Linked DNA regions of Gossypium hirsutum: region 1 is linked to region 2. Evidence: chromatin contacts called from public Hi-C data. All regions are on one chromosome and are shown on one strand. Each heading gives the region's core, a stretch centred on a gene start, on an enhancer-like site or on the middle of the called end of the contact. The rest is flanking DNA. Distances are from core to core; before and after follow the strand shown.

What was found. A called contact is a pair of places that touch in the nucleus more often than the background predicts.
Region 1: a contact with region 2 is called in a Hi-C map of leaf, with 2.6 times the contacts expected there. The contact joins the promoter of LOC107942309 here to the enhancer-like site in region 2. A contact is called at or near these places in 13 of 34 Hi-C or Micro-C datasets (anther, callus, fibers and 2 more).

What each region holds. Positions count from the first base shown.
Region 1 is chrA12:107,035,426-107,040,687 of Gossypium_hirsutum_v2.1, forward strand. It overlaps LOC107942309 (ubiquitin-conjugating enzyme E2 28), which reads right to left and starts at 1,279. Exons shown (of 5, transcript XM_016875955.2): 1 at 919-1,279; 2 at 755-832. The coding sequence starts at 824. It overlaps LOC107942312 (myosin IB heavy chain), which reads left to right and starts at 3,805. Exons shown (of 4, transcript XM_016875962.2): 1 at 3,805-4,206; 2 at 4,566-4,884. The coding sequence starts at 3,993.
Region 2 is chrA12:106,998,243-107,003,465 of Gossypium_hirsutum_v2.1, forward strand. No RefSeq gene overlaps it. Among protein-coding and RNA genes, the nearest start is that of LOC107942311, 9.9 kb to the left of the region's middle. Within about 2 kb of position 1,774, at least 3 of the 9 cell types and tissues checked have an H3K27ac peak or open chromatin away from gene starts, as enhancers often do. A contact at or near this core is called in hypocotyl and leaf, where this site is marked.

The DNA.
Region 1 (5,262 bases), core at 29-2,528, 37 kb after region 2:
CTTAAGACCGAATATAAAAAATGAGCAATTCCAAGTTTAACACATTTAATTCATGAAAAGTTTCATTTGAGCATACTGTAATGTAAACTATTTTTTATCAATGCTTAACATTTTACAATTATTTTGGTTCTTTTTCGATGCTACAATTTATTGGTTCTAAAAAGACTACAAATTGACGAATAGAAGCCACTACGAGGCAGAATACAAACTTAACTCAGCCGTCCAAATCCATATGTTGGCTGACAAAGTTACAACCATTTTCTAAATAATCACCAGTAAACGTAACTAATAATATAACATTTTTGTTGCAAAAAAAAAATCACTAAAAATTATATCAAAAACATGAAATTACAATCATTTCCAATAATCACAAATAAACATTATAGATAATTTAACATCTTTTGAGTAAAAAATTACTGATAATTATAGAATTTGAATCCTATTTTAAATCCCAAAACATAAATACCAAGAACTGTCTTCTCACACGAGCATTATAACAACAAGACATCAAAATTAGATCCTTTCAATATAATCACAAACAAACATTACTAATAATCTATCATTTTCCGCTGCAAAAATAACTGATAATTACATCAAACCGGTCATTTGTAATCACCCATTCAAATAAAAAATATATATACCTCTAGAAATCTATCGTCTTACACAAAGATTAAATACATCAATACAAGAAAAAAGATAATAAAAAGACATAACGAAAAGAATGAGTTTATAGGCGTATATATATATTTTATACCAGCACTGCATGATGTAGGAGGGTCCTTCTGCAAATCTTTCAATTCCTTCAAGATCCGCTTTGATGCCATCTCAAAACCTACGATCCATTCACCATTGACAAAAAAAAAATCAAAACAACGCAAAAAATGAACAATCAAATGCAAGAAATCGAACAGATCGAACCTCAAAAAGGTGCTTTTAGTTATTCTTTTTTAAATATATTGTGTTTTTCGAAAACTTGAAGGAGCTTTAGGTGGATTAGAGAAGAGAAATATTAATCGAAGAAGAAGAAGGCAGGCTTTTAATATGGGGAAGAGCAGAAAAACAAAAACAAATGAGAGGAGAATTTATAATAAGGTGTAGTGGCGGTATATTATATACGGGTGGACCGAGCTCTATTGATAGTCTCTGATTGGCTTTGTGTGTGGGTCCCATACTTTTAAAAATGAAAGATCACACCATCTTAGCCGAAAGTTGCCAGTGACTTAAGTCCGTTTATTTATTATTCTGGTTTTCTGTGTTTCCTTTTTCTTTTATTCCTTTTCCTCTATCTTTTTTTTTTTTTACGTTGGAAAATGAGATTCTTTAAACTGACTAAACGCGTTGCCCGTGGTCGTTCGGGGAAAAAACGAAACAGGCACGAGTCTTTTTTAAACATGAGTGTCGCTTTCGGGTTCCTCGATTTGTGATTGGATCCGGTCTCGAACGCGTTTTGTCGATTGAGTTGGCTTGGTCTGGCCGTCTGGGTCAAAACCCGTGAGTTTTGTGTGGGAAAGACTAAGACCCTGTGGCCCAAGGGATAACTATCAATGAAGTCAATAATTACAACACTACTTCCAAAATGATTGTTTTTTTATGGGTAAACTACACCAAGGTTACTAAACTATTAGTAAATTTATGTTTTGATCACTTATTTTTAAAAAGTTACAAAATGATTATTAAACTATCCGAAAGTTTTTATTTAAGTTATTGGGTTGTAAAAATCGTTATTGTATGACATTCTCTATTCGTATCGTCTCCACTAATCGAAATCTCTCATTCCCTCCTCTTCTATAGTTTATTTTTTTCATAAAATAACTTTGAATGTCACGAATTTTTAAATCAAAATCCAAATGACTTTCTTTTCTAATCTCTGACACTGATGGTTCCATCAACTTAGATCTAAGATATATTCTTCTACTCGTCAATGGGTACTAATCTATTGTATTAATTATCGAATCATTGCTTGGAGCTCGTTAGCCAAACTTTAAAAAAAAATTACAACATACTTAAATAAAAACTTTTGAATAGTCCAATAAATATTTTATAACTTTTTTAAGTTCGATAATCAAAATGTAAACTTATTAATAGTTCAGTGACATTAAATATAATTTACCTTTTTTTATTTATACAATGCTTACTTTTATAAATAACTCTCTTATAATTTAAAGACGGTTGAACCCACATTCTTATAATTTATTACAATTACAACAACATGAGCTTAGCGAAGATTTAATCAACTTTGCTATTTCTATTCATTATATTTTTATTTATTTAATAAATTTATTCTACTCTTTATGCTTTTTTAAAGTTATTTATATTACTTTACTATTTACAAAATCACTAATCGAGTTTGAGAGTACGAGTTAAATTACACAATTCAACATATTTATTGTTTAGAAAAAGAAAAAGAAAAGCATTTTTTTATAGCAAAGAAAATACCAAAAGTAGAATTGGAAGAATATTGGATTTCGACTTAAAAAATAAGAAGAATATATGCATGTATTTATATTGGACCGTTTTTATTTAGAAATGGAGACATTGGACCATTAGGAACTTGGAATCATTTTTTTTTCCGTTGAAAATGCTTGATAGAAATTACAAAAGATCTTCGAGAACAATGCAAGTCCCACCAGACGAATTCAGGGGGCAGCCGGGAAAATGGAAAATTTTAAATTTAAATAAATAATGAAATTATAAATTAGTATAAAATAAAATTATACTTAACAATGTCATAATATTAAAAAAGTGAGTGATGAGAGAATAAAGCCTCATTGTAGTATTTATCGTATGATCAAAACAACCTCGTGAATAGATTATAAGTTCATATCAAATAGTTAATTAATAGAGTGTTTTGTTTTTGTCTTGATATTATTTTTGTCTTAATTAATAAAATTATTCACAATTTTTATTATTTTTAAGATAAATTTATTTCTTAAATATTTTTATTATATTTTTTATTACACCCAAATGTTGGTGCATGTCATAATATAGACAATAAAAATATCATAGAGATCTTTATACTAGAAGTTAGATTACATTTAGTCTCTTTTACTAAAAAAAATAGACAAATTAGTCCATACACGTTAGATTAGATAGCAAATTGGTTATTTTTTTAAAAAATAATTCATTTCTACAATTAAAAATTGGTCTCTATACATCAGCACGAAGTACATGTGATATCCCATATGTCACTGTTTGATTATTCCTTTAGACATAACAATTTTTAATAGTATAATTAAATGAATTTTTTAAAGTAACATTTGAGAAGTAAGATTTTAGAATTAGAATTTAGTTTTTTAAAAATAGTGTAAATTAAGTACTGAACGGGTTGAAAATGCCACAATAATAATTTCTCAAATCCTAAGATTTAATAAATATCTATTTAATAATAAATTTGAAATTCTTAAAAAAAAAATTAGATTTGACAAATTCATGTTTTTATACTTTTTATGATATACATTATGTTGAATCTCAAGAATTTTATCTACATGCATTTTATTTCTACAATTTACCCAATAAATAAAATCTAAATCCATATTCCTAAACGGAACATATAGCTATTGTAGAGTGAGTAAATTGATATATTTTAGTAGAGTAAACAAACCGGAATATAGATAAATGATGAATTTATTTTTTAATATAATTTATAGAAATTAATTTACCTATTTTTTAAATAAAATAAATGAAATACAATCAGATAATTAATTATTTTTACCAACGTAGGACTAATAATTTTAAGATTTATTCATTAAAAGTAAATTTAGACCGTCGATAATAAAGAATCTGAACATCCGACGGCTCTGATTCAATGCCATTTCTACCGAGACATTCCCTCAAATGCGGAATCGGTAATATGCACACCCGAACAAAGCTAGCCTCTAGCTCCGCCAGGACCGCCACCACTTCTCTCCCTTTCCCAAAAGCCAAACATTGCTCCGGATTTGGACTCGCCCTGACCGAAAAAGAATCACCACAACCTGCAACGGCGAGTCCAAATGAACGATTCCGATGCCCCCAAGTTCGACGACGATGAACGACAAGAAGACATCAGGATGCGATTGAGGCCGTCGGATAGCAACGTGACGGAAGATCAGGAGCCCTTTATGGGAGTTAAAGTCCGACGAAAAGCCTCCCGCCGTCATGAATATAAAGGAGACTACATGGATATCCCCTCCCGTCCTTACTTAATGAAGATTTTGCAAAAACAAGGTTATTTAACTCTTTTTGTTACTTGCAGCGTTAAATATCATATCAATCAGGTGCTATTGTTCAATATAAGCGTTAAATCTCAGTTCGTATTTGATATGATCAGATTGTGAATGCCTGTTCTTGCTTGAAAAACATTGTTAATACTTTCTTTCTTTTTTAATATGTAAGATCTAAGCTAAGGCACACAGGAATTTAGTCTAATAGCTTGACTGAATTGATAGGATCTTTTAGGATTTTATTGGTCTGTGTTGAAGTTCGAATCAATTTAAAATCTAGATCATAATTTGAGGAAGGTTGTTTCTTATTCTTATTTGATTTTAGCGCTTCGATCTAAGAATAAAATGATATAAAACCTGCAGGTGACAAGCAAGTTTTCTTTGCTGATAAAGTTCTGAAGTTCACTTCAACGGGAAAGATGAAACGGCGGATTCTTATGGTGACTGATTTTGCGGTTTACTTGGTTGACCCTGACACCGGTACGCTTAAGCGTCGGATAGCTTTAGCCGCTGTAGATAAGATATGTTTGAGTGAACTAAGCGATAATTTCTTTGCAATTATCGTTCCGACGGAATATGATTTACTAATGGCTAGTACTCGCAAAACTGAAATTGTTACCGTCTTGGTCGATGCTACCAAGAATGCTTCTGAATATGAACTTGAGGTGGATTTTTCAAATAGGTATTAGTTATCGATTCAACTGCTATTGGCGTGTTTCAATTTGTTTGTTGCTTTGATTCAATCGTTAAGCTTTGTTTTGAACTAACATGATTGTGCTCAATGTAGATAAAATTTATTAACATTATGCAAACACCTTTGTATTCTAGTATAACTGGTTGATTGGGGCCTTCAATTCGGGGTCTTTTATTTGTTATTTCATTCATTTCTTGATATGTGCATTGGTATCTCCAAAGCTTCCATGTCTGTGAATCATGTTGAAAATGGTTAAATATTAGTTGTTGAGATCATTCACCGACAAGAATCAATGTTCTTGTTGAAGAGGAAATAGAGAAGATAGAGCATATCTGCTTTAGAAGCAAAGAGGCACCCAGAACTTTA
Region 2 (5,223 bases), core at 524-3,023:
TAAGTTCCAGTGTCAGAGCTTGAGTTGCGTCACTCTTATAACTCATTCATGGGTGATAGGGTAAATTTGTCAGCTCAACCACTTGCCATCACTTACACTAATTCCTGGCCCAAGTTTCAATATCATCTTCTACTTTTTCTTTTATATCCTCGATAACAATCCACATTATTGTTTATAACGGGGTTCAATTTCTATATTACTAAAATACGGCTTCACTTTGCTAACACCAAAACTATAGAAAAAAATAAAATTAATTACAACATTTGATAACACCAAAACTATACTATGTATTTAAAATTATATGACATCGTTTTTAATTGTGTATGAATAATATAGATTTGATTTTTTTTTCTTTTTTAAAAAATGCTTTTGATACCATTCCATTTACATTTTCAACATGTTTATGTAATAAGTACACATGTATTTACAATTTGTTCTACGTATTTTACATATGTTTCATGTTGGATTCAAACTAGCCTTTAATGTCCAAATTAATAGCTAAGCAGACATAATGGCATGATTGATACAACAATAATACTTTAAAGATACAAATAAAATATTTTTGAAATTTAGGAACTAATTTAAAATTTAACAAATAATTTAGGAACAATTACTTAAATAAACCCAAAGACGAATCATATTCTATGATTCCAAGCCACCATTCCTAAATAAATTCTTAAGACATTGTTGTATTGTCATAAAATTAGCTCCTCAGAGAAAATTTTGAGAGACAACTTTTATATTAGGGTATAGATATTTTAATTTCAATTTAATATATGATATGAGGAATGTATATGAAAATTTCATTTTGATTTAATTATAGATGTAAAAATTTGAGCCTAATTTGAGTTTACATGATATAACAATTTTCATATTAAGTAGATATAATCATTCGTTTTCAATAAGAAATAAGTAATTAAACACATGAAAGTAACCGTATAATATTAATGATACATGAAAATCTACTAAAAACTAAGTTAATATTTATAAGCACAACACAATAAAATATATTATTTTATAGTCAATTTTAAAAATAATGTAGATATTATAAATTTCCTTCTTTAGAAAAAGAATATTTAAAATTTAAAATAATTAAATCTATAATTATGTTTCTATTTATTATGTATGTAGTATATATATTTTTTGAAATTTAATATATGTTCTTCTCATATATGTTATTATTGATACAGTGTCTAGAACTATTTATAACTCCTCCTCAATCCTTAAATAATCATCGATACACTCGAACCCATGTCCTCCGACACTGACAAGAATATCGATATCAATCAAGCTATATATAATTTTCTAATTTATTTTTTCATGTTTTAGCAACATAACTTTCTTCCCTTTTGACTTTAATAAGATGGAACGAAATATTTGTATTACGAAAGGTCACACATCTTTCATTAAAAATTGCGAAAATAGAAGATTGTGTTTTTACGTGCATCCGACAGTCAAGAAACATGCCTCTAAATAAAATAAAGTCTTCGGCCACCTTTGTATGCTATTTAATTATGTTCAATAGAAATAACAAATTCAGACTTTGCTTTTTTATTTTTCTTCCTTGCCATGTGCTCCGCTACAGGTAAATATTACCTACCAATGAATATGTCTAATCCACGTGTCTCATGATTAAACCTGTTGGGAACTTGATCATGATAGCCACGTGGATTTATAAAAACACAAGACGAGTTTGACTGGGACTGTAATTGGGTACAGGAGTCTCCATACAAATTTCACGTGTCTATCACCTGATTGTCTACTGGGCCCCTCTTTTTTTAAAATTTCTTATATTGTCTGGACCCACTGTTAGAAAATCTAATGGTCATACAGATACATGTGAATGGGCTCAGTCCATCAATTTGATTTTGTGGACCCAAAGGGTTAGATTGGACGGCTGTCAACCACTTTACTTGTGGTTCATCCATGCTCGGGATTTTCAGCATTTTGATTTTTGATCACTCCTTTGACAAACCATTTTCTTTTCTTTAGATAAGGATGTATATTTGTCATAAGTTAATTGATATGATTATTATTGTTAATGGAGAAAGATGCGAGTTTAAGTGCGTTTGAGCGTATTATCTCTCTCTTTATGGGTTGAGGAGAATTTATGGGTAGTTTTAAGTATTATGCCAAAAAGAATAAATATGATTAAAAATTATAATGAAATTGTTAAAAAATAAATAAAAATATCTTGATATCAAAATATACAAGTTCATGAATTATAGTATAATTTAATATTGTATTTAAAAAATATTTAAAAAACAGTAAAGTAACCATTTTTTATTAGTCGAGAAAAATTGTTAATTTATGAACTTAATTAAATAATTTGTGATTATTTTAAAATATGATATGATATTTTTAAATAATATAATAAGTCCGCATAACCCATATTCTGTATTTAATTCGACTTGATTACATACCCTATTCACCGATTAAATCACAAAATTTGAATTATATTACAATGAGTTGAGTAAATACGATACATCACTTAAAAAAATTTCACATTATTTCATCGTATTTCGTTAAATTAAAGGTAAACTATTAAAATAGTCACTTTTGTTTACATCAGGTTATATTTTAGTTACTTACATTAATATGTTGTAACATTTTAATCAATGAGCCGTTAATTGTCGTTAACGGTGTAACGGTAAGCTAACGTGATACGTTAAATCATCATTTCAAAAAAAAAAAAGAAGGTTAAATTATATAATTGGTTCTCATTTTTTTTCGTTTTAAGCAATTTTTTTTCTTTTATGTTTTTTTAACTTCCATTTTTTCCCCTTTATTTTCCATTCTTTTCAGCTTCTCCCTCTGTTTTCCTCCATTCTCCATCTCTTTTAGCGTAGTTTTCTTATTTTTTCCATTTGTTATAACTTTTTTATACTTATAGAGTATGGGGAGATATATTAACTGATTCCAGGAGAAGAAGAGGAAGCACCACCCTTAATGGAGGTGGCAACACCAAAGAAAGTAAGCCTAGGACCCTGGGTCTTGGTGGCAATGACGGTAGTAAGGTTGTAACAGTCTGTTTTCAGTGAAATCGGAACAGTGGTTTCAGGACCACAAATCCGAGTCCAAAAAGAAAAATTATTTTAATATTATTTTATGGTCTGAATTATGATAGAAATATCGTATGAAAAATTTCTTTAAGAAAATTTTACCGATTACATGTTTAATTTGATGAAAATGACCAAATTTAATAGGGTGTGGCTTATTTCGAAAGCATACACAGCATATGACATGGGCGTGTCTATTGACCATGAGAGCTACACGGCCTGACCACACGGGTGTGTGTAACCTGCACCTAGGAAAAATTTTAAAATTTTGCAAAAAATTCTCTGAGTACTCGGATTAATCCCGACTTATTTCTATTGCATATTATGGGCCTCGAGAGCTCATATAAGGGACAATATGATTGTTTATGATTGATTTGTGATATAAATGAGAAATGTATGAAGTGTTTGTACTTGATCTGTAAACTTCGATAATACTTCGTAACCTTGTTCCAGTGACGAATATAGATTAGGGGTGTTACAAAGGATGTGACCACACTTAGGACCAGGCACATCTTCATCGGTGTCCCAAACAGTCTCCAAAGTCCGATAAGTAGGAGCTAGGGATTTTCACGGTTTCGAGCCCATCCCTACCCCCACCCCACCCTTCACTTGCAATGCAAACAATATCACAACTTCAATCCTCAAATCTAGTACCATAAATACTCACAAAAGAATCAATAATCCAAACATCGAAGCTCCATGATGGGCCTAGATTTCTTGTTTGAGACCCTCATTCTAGTCCCTTTTTTCTTTTTTTTTTAAGAATTTAATCAATCAATTGTTCCTGTAGAAGAGAACCTAAATTATTGAAATTTCGTCCTTGGATACCATATTTTCTTTCTTTAATTTTAATTTTTGAGAACTTAAAATTAAGATACAATTTGAGTGTGCAAGAGAATTGTATATACTTTTTCTAATAAGTGGACAGTGGGGTTGGCTTCATCCAAAAATGGTGTTGTGTTCTGAAATTAAAATCTCCTTGCTTGCGCCACATAAAAGAAAAATGGAAAATAAAGAAAAAGTTTTAAAATATTTAAAATTTTATAAAATATGAGGATCAATTGTATAATTTAATCTAAATTTTTTGTCTGAAATGATGATTTAACGTGCCACGTCAATATATCGTTACACCGTTAACGGCAATTAACAATTCAGTGACTAAAATGTTACAACATGTTAACATAAGTGACTAAAACGTAACATTTCAAATATAATTGACTAAAATATAACTTAAGATAAACAAAAATGACTATTTTAATAGTTTAACCTTAAATTAATAATTTCTTTTTCTGGTTGTTATAAAATTCACCAATTTGTTTTTTGTTTTTCTTCCTAAAATACATAAACTTTTTTATTCTTAATTTTAAACGAAAAATAAAGATACAATTTACGCTATAGTATTAACTTTAATACCTTTCAATTACAACAAATTCAAATTAGATACTTCTAAAACATCTTTTTTACCTTTCATCCTCAATCTTTTAAAATTTTATTTTGGCCCTCTTATATTAAATCCAGACTTTAACTCAATCAAGTCCCAAAGTTTTCAGAAATAGACCGGTAGTTGAACCGATCAAGTCATTAATTCATCAATCTGTTCGATTCAATTAAATAAATTATTAAAAATTTATAAAAAAAATTCCAATTCAACTGTTTCGTGTTGATTCTCAAATCAACGGTCTAATGTCTTTTTCTAAATTGGTACTCCATTGGGTTTCCAATTCAACCGGATAGTGATGTTATAATGTAAAGGTGAGGAAGGGGGACCAAAGGTGGCTTAAAAAGAGGGTAGATTTATGAATAGGCAAAAACAAAGATGCCCATACGTACGCAACTTGCACAAGCACAGGCAGTGTTTTCGCTGTTCGTTAACTCATAAATATTTATTACTGCAGCCCTACAATATATTATCACAACTACATTCATATATATATATATATACACACACATATATAGCTGTTTTTGGTGTGATACGATAGGCAGGCACTGCATGCAAGTGAGCTCTGCTAAACGTTAGCCCCCTATCTTATGCATCACTACAAGTGGCTCTATTTCTAATAACTCTTGCTTATTTAATCTATTGTTATAGCTTTCATTAATTTTGCTGCCAATGGACCACCAACATTATGTAACATGATATTTACATACATAAATCTATATAGAG